2 separate regions of the Gossypium hirsutum genome follow, and region 2 is linked to region 1. Evidence: chromatin contacts called from public Hi-C data. All regions are on one chromosome and are shown on one strand. The core of a region is the stretch at or near the end of the contact, and the rest is flanking DNA. Distances in the headings are between cores, read along the strand shown.

What was found. Hi-C and Micro-C count contacts between places; a contact is called where the count stands out from the background.
Region 2: a contact with region 1 is called in a Hi-C map of hypocotyl, with 2.1 times the contacts expected there. The contact joins the enhancer-like site here to the promoter of LOC107909698 in region 1. A contact is called at or near these places in 5 of 34 Hi-C or Micro-C datasets (anther, callus, hypocotyl and 2 more).

Annotation. Positions count from the first base shown.
Region 1 is chrD02:60,216,868-60,220,657 of Gossypium_hirsutum_v2.1, reverse strand. LOC107909698 (protein DETOXIFICATION 29) reads left to right here and starts at 1,838. Exons shown (of 8, transcript XM_016837325.2): 1 at 1,838-2,650; 2 at 2,751-3,292. The coding sequence starts at 2,312.
Region 2 is chrD02:60,263,383-60,267,172 of Gossypium_hirsutum_v2.1, reverse strand. No RefSeq gene overlaps it. Among protein-coding and RNA genes, the nearest start is that of LOC107909699, 26 kb to the right of the region's middle. Within about 2 kb of position 1,697, at least 2 of the 9 cell types and tissues checked have an H3K27ac peak or open chromatin away from gene starts, as enhancers often do. A contact at or near this core is called in hypocotyl and leaf, where this site is marked.

The DNA.
Region 1 (3,790 bases), core at 589-3,088:
ATTCAGTGATCATTGGAGATGAAGATATCGATACCAGAAAAATGTTATCGATACCATATGAAAATTATCAATACTAGATCGATACTTAGTTGAATTTGTGAAAAACAGAATGTCAATTTGGTATCATTTTTAAAAGAGGGATTAATATTTTGAAAACCATCGATACTTCGCCAAAAAGTATCTAGAGATATATTGACTTATTTTAAAAATAGTTTGATTATTTGAAAGAATTCTTACTTGTTTAAAATAATTTTAACTTTATTTTAAAGTTGATTCAAAAATTTTCTAAGACTTCAAAATAAGTGTTCAAAATTTTCTTCTCTTAGACTTCATTTGAGAAATTATTTTTCCAATATTTTGTAATTTTGTTCAACTCCAACTTTTATTCAAAAATAATTTAATTTTTTATATCAAAACATATTATCAAATAAACCTTAGTTTAACAATCTCCCCATTTTTTTATATAACAAAACATTTGGTAAATTTGTTATTGAATAAATTGCTCCGCTTAATAAAAATCATTTTCAATTTAAGGCCTAAATAGAAAATTGAAAAAAAATAAAAAAATTTGACATTGATTTTTAATTTGAAAAAAAAAGTCATATTCTTTGCATAAATTCAATTTAATTTTGATAATATCAATCAATTTATGTAACAACTCATTTTCAGTGAAATCGAAATAGTGGTTTTGAGACCACAAATTTGATGAGTAAATTATTATTTTATTATTATTTTAATTTATATGGAATTATAGTAAGGTCGTATTAAAATTTCGTTAAGAAAATTTGATGTTTGCTTAATTAATTAAGTAAAAAAGACTAAACAGTAAAATATGAAAAAGTTGAGTTCTATTAGCTAAAGAAGTCTAATAGGCATGGAATCTTAAACTAAAGGAATTAAATGGTAATTAGACCATTTGATTAGTTAGTGGATTTATATGGATTAGGTTTTATTGCAATTTTGATAGTTTTTAAAGTGCGAAAAGGTAGATGAATAAATAAAACTAAAATAAACTAAGAAAACATGTTCATCTTCTTCATTTCTTCCTATCACCATCGAAATTCATCATTTAAGGTTAGGTCTAGGTTCGTCCAAGCTTCTTTTAGTGCATCTAAGTGATTCTGAGCCCCGTTTTTAATGATTTTTATGTTTTTGAGTTTGTTGTAGCATAATCTAGCTAGCCCAAGGGTCAATTTGTAAAACCGTTAAAGCTTAAGGGTTATGCCATGGATGTTTTTGAATAGTTTGTGATTTTAAACGATGGATTATGAATCTTTGTTGAAAATTAAACAAGTTTTGTTAAAAGATTTTTGATGAATTTTGGAATTATGGACTAATTTGTTAAAGGTATAAATTCTAGGGTTTGTTTGTGAAATGATGGTAAATAAGAGTTTTTTTAAGGTCCCTTGCATGTTTGATTAACATGGATTTAGATTAAAATAGTTAGATTTTAAATTATAAGCTTAAGGACTAAATTATAAAAAGTTAAAATGTTAGGGATAAATTAGTAATTTTATATAAATGGTGAATTATGAATTGAATTGAAGTTTGAGGTTAATTGAAGTACTTAATTAAATATAATTATCTATTTAGATCAAGATAAACCTCAACCAGAATACCATTTTAGTATTTAAATATTATTTTTTATATTATTTAAGTAAAAAAAACCCCTTTATTCTAATTCTAATATATCCAAACAATTTTAAAATAACAATATAAATATTTAAAATATTAAAATAATGGTAAAAAAGGTTGAGCAAGAATAAAGCGTAAAATATTAACTTTGTTTTCGCCCTTAAGAAAAAGAATAAAAACATTGTATTAAGGAGTTGATCATGTTTTGCAAAATCATTTTATACCAAAGGAATGTTAGACCGAAATAAAGTCATATGTAGCAAAAAAAACCAAAACATTTGATGGTAGGAAAAATTATCGATAAAATTTATAATAAAAAAAAAGTCGTTTCGGTAATTTTTTAAAAAGATAGTGTAATTTCTGAAATGTTTTTTTTTCAACATATTTACATAAATTGCCCGGATTTAATTTTATTTTTAAATTCGAATAGAAATTTATACCGTTTCAGAGTAAGTTTAGATAGGCGGTGCATTTACCTGCGGTTAGTGTAAAAACAGCGGTGACGGTAAAATTAGATACTATAGCAATACTGTAGCGTGAGACAAAAAATAAACTAAACACACCGTACTGCACCTAATCGTCCATCCAAACCCTACCTCAATCTCCAACCACAGCATTCTTCTAGCCAAACATATAATCTATATATATCTTGGCCGATTGCTCTTTGTGCTCTCCTATGGCTATGGAGGACGCTGAGCAACCGCTTCTTTCCCCTCGGCTAGTCGGCGAGGACAGCCACCACCAGGAGCAGTTACTTTCTAGACCATCAAACACCACCTTCACGCCCGGCATCGATGACATCCCACCGATCAACGGCGTCCGTGACTTCTTCAGAGAATACCTGATAGAGTCCAAGAAGCTCTGGTTCCTTGCTGGCCCCGCCATCTTCACATCTCTCTGCCGATACTCCCTCGGCGCTATCACTCAAGTCTTTTCCGGCCAAGTTGGCACTCTAGCTCTTGCCGCCGTCTCCGTGGAGAATTCAGTCATCGCCGGTTTCTCCTTTGGCGTCATGGTAAATCTGTAAATTAAATTTCCTTTGTTAATAGTTTTAGTTTTGTTAGCTTAGTTACAAATAACAGTAATCACACAATACTTGATTAAAACTTGAATAGCTTGGGATGGGAAGTGCACTCGAAACTTTATGCGGCCAAGCATTTGGAGCAGGGCAGGTTGATATGTTAGGGGTGTACATGCAAAGATCATGGGTCATCCTCAACTCAACGGCTTTGATGTTAAGCTTGTTATACATATTTGCGGCAAAATTTTTGAGGGTAATAGGCCAAACAGAAAGCATATCGAAGGCGGCCGGAATGTTTGCAATATGGATGTTGCCTCAACTGTTTGCTTACGCGTTCAACTTTCCGATGGCGAAGTTCTTACAGGCGCAGAGCAAGATCATGGTGATGGCGGTGATAGCTGGAGTGGCGTTGGTTCTGCACACTGTATTAAGCTGGCTCTTGATGCTAAAGCTGGGATGGGGCCTAGTGGGTGCAGCCGTTGTTTTAAATATGTCGTGGATTTTCATTGTTGTGGCTCAGTTTTTGTACATAATTAGCGGTGCATGTGATCGGACTTGGACCGGCTTCTCTGGGAAGGCATTTCAACATCTGTGGGGTTTTGTTAGATTGTCTTTAGCTTCAGCAGTAATGCTCTGGTAAGTCACCTAGGCAGAAAACTTAAAATCACTTTTAAAAATGAATTAGGTCTTTTTATTTTTTTCAAAAAATAAATCCCTAAATTTATTCTTCCTATTTCAATCTGATTCTATTTTTGAGACATGTTTTATAACATTTTTAAGAACGAGTTTAAACCCTTTACCTAAAACTATTTTTAAATGCTTAATTTTAATTTCACGTAATTATTTATATAAACTTTAACTTTTTATCTAATTTTCATAAATTATTAACATTTTTATTTATTTCACATCTGTTTACATTTATTTATTTTATATTTATACCGAAAGTTAACGTTTCAAAATTGATATAAGTTTTTTAAAATATACTTTGAAACAAATACATTGAAAAAAATTAATTTTAAATTTGGGATTTTTAGAATTATTTTTTAAAGAGTGAGGCAAAGGATCAGCCTACTTGTCAGTTGAACACCTACCATTCAATCATTTTCTTTAAAATATTTTATGAAGACATGACAA
Region 2 (3,790 bases), core at 448-2,947, 47 kb before region 1:
TAAAACTCAAATTGATAATTTAATTTTTTTAATGATATTCATTTTTAATTTTTAATATTTAATATACAAAAACCCGAATTGATATATGCCCATTAAGAATAGTAGAAGACATGGAAATTGTATGTTGGTAAAATAAATATTTTTTGGGTTGATTAAAATGTTTGATTTGATTTTTAATATTTTTATAATGAATTTTTATAAAATTAAAAGTAATACGAAGAAAGAAGATAATTAAAAATATCTAAAAATTGCAAAACCAAATAGAACCGAAAATTTTCAATTTGATTTATTTAATTTATGTAAATAATTCAATTTATTTTATTTTTTATATAAAGAATCGAATCGACTGAATTTACACCCCTAAAAATAAGTGGTTGGTTTTTTTTATAGCAAGTAAATGTATTGTGATATTGTAGTCGGTTTTCGATTTTCAGGTATTTTACCAATAAAAGCCCTTTTTTTTAAAATTTACCGAAATGGGCCAACTATTTAATTATTTACCGGAATGGTCCATTTTCCGCGAAATCGCGTCCACGTCAGCGCGATGTCAGGGTACGGGCCAGGAAATCGCGTCCACATCAACGCGACTTGCTAACGTGGACGGAAATCGCGCCCTAGAGGACGCGATTTGCTGACGTGGCATGAACAGTTTATGTTTTTTAGCTTGAAAAAAATTGTAAGGCCATAACTTTTGGCTCGATTGTCCGATTGAGACGATTTATTTTATTTCGAATAACTTTTCGAGATCTACGCGCTGACAAACTTCTTAGAGATGAATAGGGACGAATTTGTAAAGTATAATTTGTTAGTTACGAGTTAGGGACTAAAGTGTAATTATTTCAAAATTAGCATGAAATTTTTGTATTTAAGAATATTTGAATGTCATGGAAGGATGAAATTGAATTTGAATTGAAAAACGAAGCTTAGATTTGAAAATATGACTATTTAGGTTTTTGGGACAAAATTGAATAAAATGGAAAATTTTAGGGAACTTCTCAAAAGTGGAATGAGCTGACTTATACCTATAACAGGATGATATAAGACAATTCTGTAAAAAAAGATCCGGTGTTTACTTCAAATAAATAAGGAAAATAATGATTTGAATGTTTCAAAATTCAATTTTAAACTGAAAAAATCAAAATTTAGGGGCAAAAAGGATCTTTTTCGACGAAAACTGTGGCAAACCGCCTTCGGCAATTTGTCAGCGTGTAGATCTCAAAAAGTTATTCGAAATAAAAAAAAATCGTCTCAATCGGACAACCGAGCCAAAAGTTATGGCCTTTCAAAGTTTTCCAAGCTTAAAAGCATAAACTGTTCATCCACGTCAGCAAATCGAGTCCTCGTAGGCGCGATTTGTGTCCACGTAAGCAAATCGCACTGACGTGGACGCGATGTTCTGACACGTACCCTGACATCGCGCTGACGTGGATGCGATTTCGTAGAAAAATGGTCAATTCCGGTAAATAATCAAAAAATTGACCCATTTCGATAAATTTAAAAAAAAAACTACTTTTTTTGATAAATTGCCCTCGATTTCCATCCCTCATTAATTCTGGTAGATATAATTATGGAGTATCATAAATGGGGTTGATCCCCCATGATATTGAAGTTAAAGCCCAGTCTAAATGTGTCCCCATGTGCCAAGGAATCAACCCATTCTTCAACAGTTTTAAAGTAATGCCCTGGAGAAAGTTAGAAAAACCCATAATCATGCAATGAATGCTGAACCAAAACTTCTTCTATCATATGAGCCTAAACTCCACATAATTTTATCAACTTCGAGTTCGGCTCTAATGGGCTTCTACCTTCACTCCTATAATTTACTTCAGTTGCTCATGTTTTTCATAAACTCATTGCATATTATTTTATTAATAGATAAATTTTTATTTTAGTCACTTAATTAAAAAGATACTATAATTTGATCATTATTGTTTTCAAAATTATTACTGTTTTCACTCAACCTTAAGTAGTTAATGATGACATTTTTTTAGTTAGTATAAGAATAATTTTAATCCTCAATTCTTCTTCTTTTTATTAATTTGACCTTGGTTTTATATAAAATAAAAAAAATTTAAAATTATTTAATAAAAACTAGATATTTCAATATAAAAATTAAATATAAAATTTCAAATGTATACTTCCTCGAAACCATATTAGCAATATTTTCAAACTGAGTTCCATGTTGTTGAAGAATTTCTTCCATAATTGATATTATAGAGACTTATGAAATCAACTCTAATATCATTTCTTTAACAAAAAAACACAAAATATATTACGAAATTTTCTTTTTCAGACTCAATTCAAAATTTCAATTAATTCAAATTTATCTTTTAAAACTCAAATCGTAAAAACAAATTATATTCTAATTTTTTTTCTTTTCTTATAAAAACCAAAGAAGTCAAAAATAGAGAACTACCAATTTTGCTTAATGTTTCTAATTTTTCTATTTTTAAAGAATGGGTATTCAATATTTTTATACAAATACTACAAAGAAATTTTGGAGGGTTTAAAAATAATTTTACCTCATTTTCTCTCACTTTATGAATTTTTTGAAATTTTATCTATTTTTATTTTTTTGAATTTTTATATTCTTCGGAACTTTCTAATTTTTTAAAAAAAATTCTATTTTTATCATTTTTATATAAAATCAAGATTAAATTGACAAAAAGTTTAAAAGCCGATAACTAAAATTGTTATAGTACCAACTAAAAAGTGCTCCTGTTAGCCACTAAACCGTCAGGTGATCAGAAAAACAATTTCAAAAAACGATAATGATCAAAATTGTAACTTTTTTTTTAATTAAGTGACAAAAAAACTTAACCATAATTAAAAGACTGATAGTATAGTTTGCTCAAATCTAAACATTAAGAGAACCAAAACCCTGTTAAAATTGTATCAACTTACAAATTTTTTAAATATATATTTTTTTAAATATTCAAATTCAATTCTACATTTTAGGTAATAGTAGAAACCCTTATACTAAGAGTTAGATTGCATTATGTCCCTTTTATTCAAAAAAATGAGCAAATTAATCCATATACGTTTAATCAAAGAGTAAACGGATCATTTTGTTAAAAAATGCATCCATATCTATTATTCAAAATAGGTCCCTCTACGTCAGCATGAGGTACACGTGGTACACACGTGTTACCAGGGGTGTATCCAGGGGCTGGCAGGGGCCCTAGCCCCCCTAAAATGGAAAATTTTCCTTTGAGTCATTTTTTATTTTTAAAATTTTAAATTAGTAAAGGTAAAATTACACTTTGACCCTCTTAAAATGATAAAATTTTGATTTAATCTTTTAAAAATTACATTTTTATTATTGTAAAAATTACAATTTAATTAATTTTATGAATTCTCCAAAAACCAACTTGCTTTTTAATTTAATAATAATTAACTTACTTCTTTTTAAAGTAGAATCACGTTTAGTACAAAAGCCTTCTATCATTTTTTTAACTAGAAATTTTTTTCTTTTCGAGGGAATGCTAGTTAGAGTTTTCTTTTATTTAATATATTGAACATTTAATTTGAAAGCTAATGTTGAACATCTGTATTTATTTTATTTTTGAAAGAACATCTAAGCTTTATTATAAGGGGATATTTGGATATATAAGTTCTCGTATTCAAATTTTTAATCAAACAGCCACATGAGGTTGGTGACAATTTTTTTTATTCATTTTAATCACATGAGGTTAGGGCATTGGAATATTTAAAGTTTATGAAAAACAGTTAAATTTAAATCAAAATTTGATCTAGTATAGTGTTATTTACGATTTTTTTTCTCCTGGTA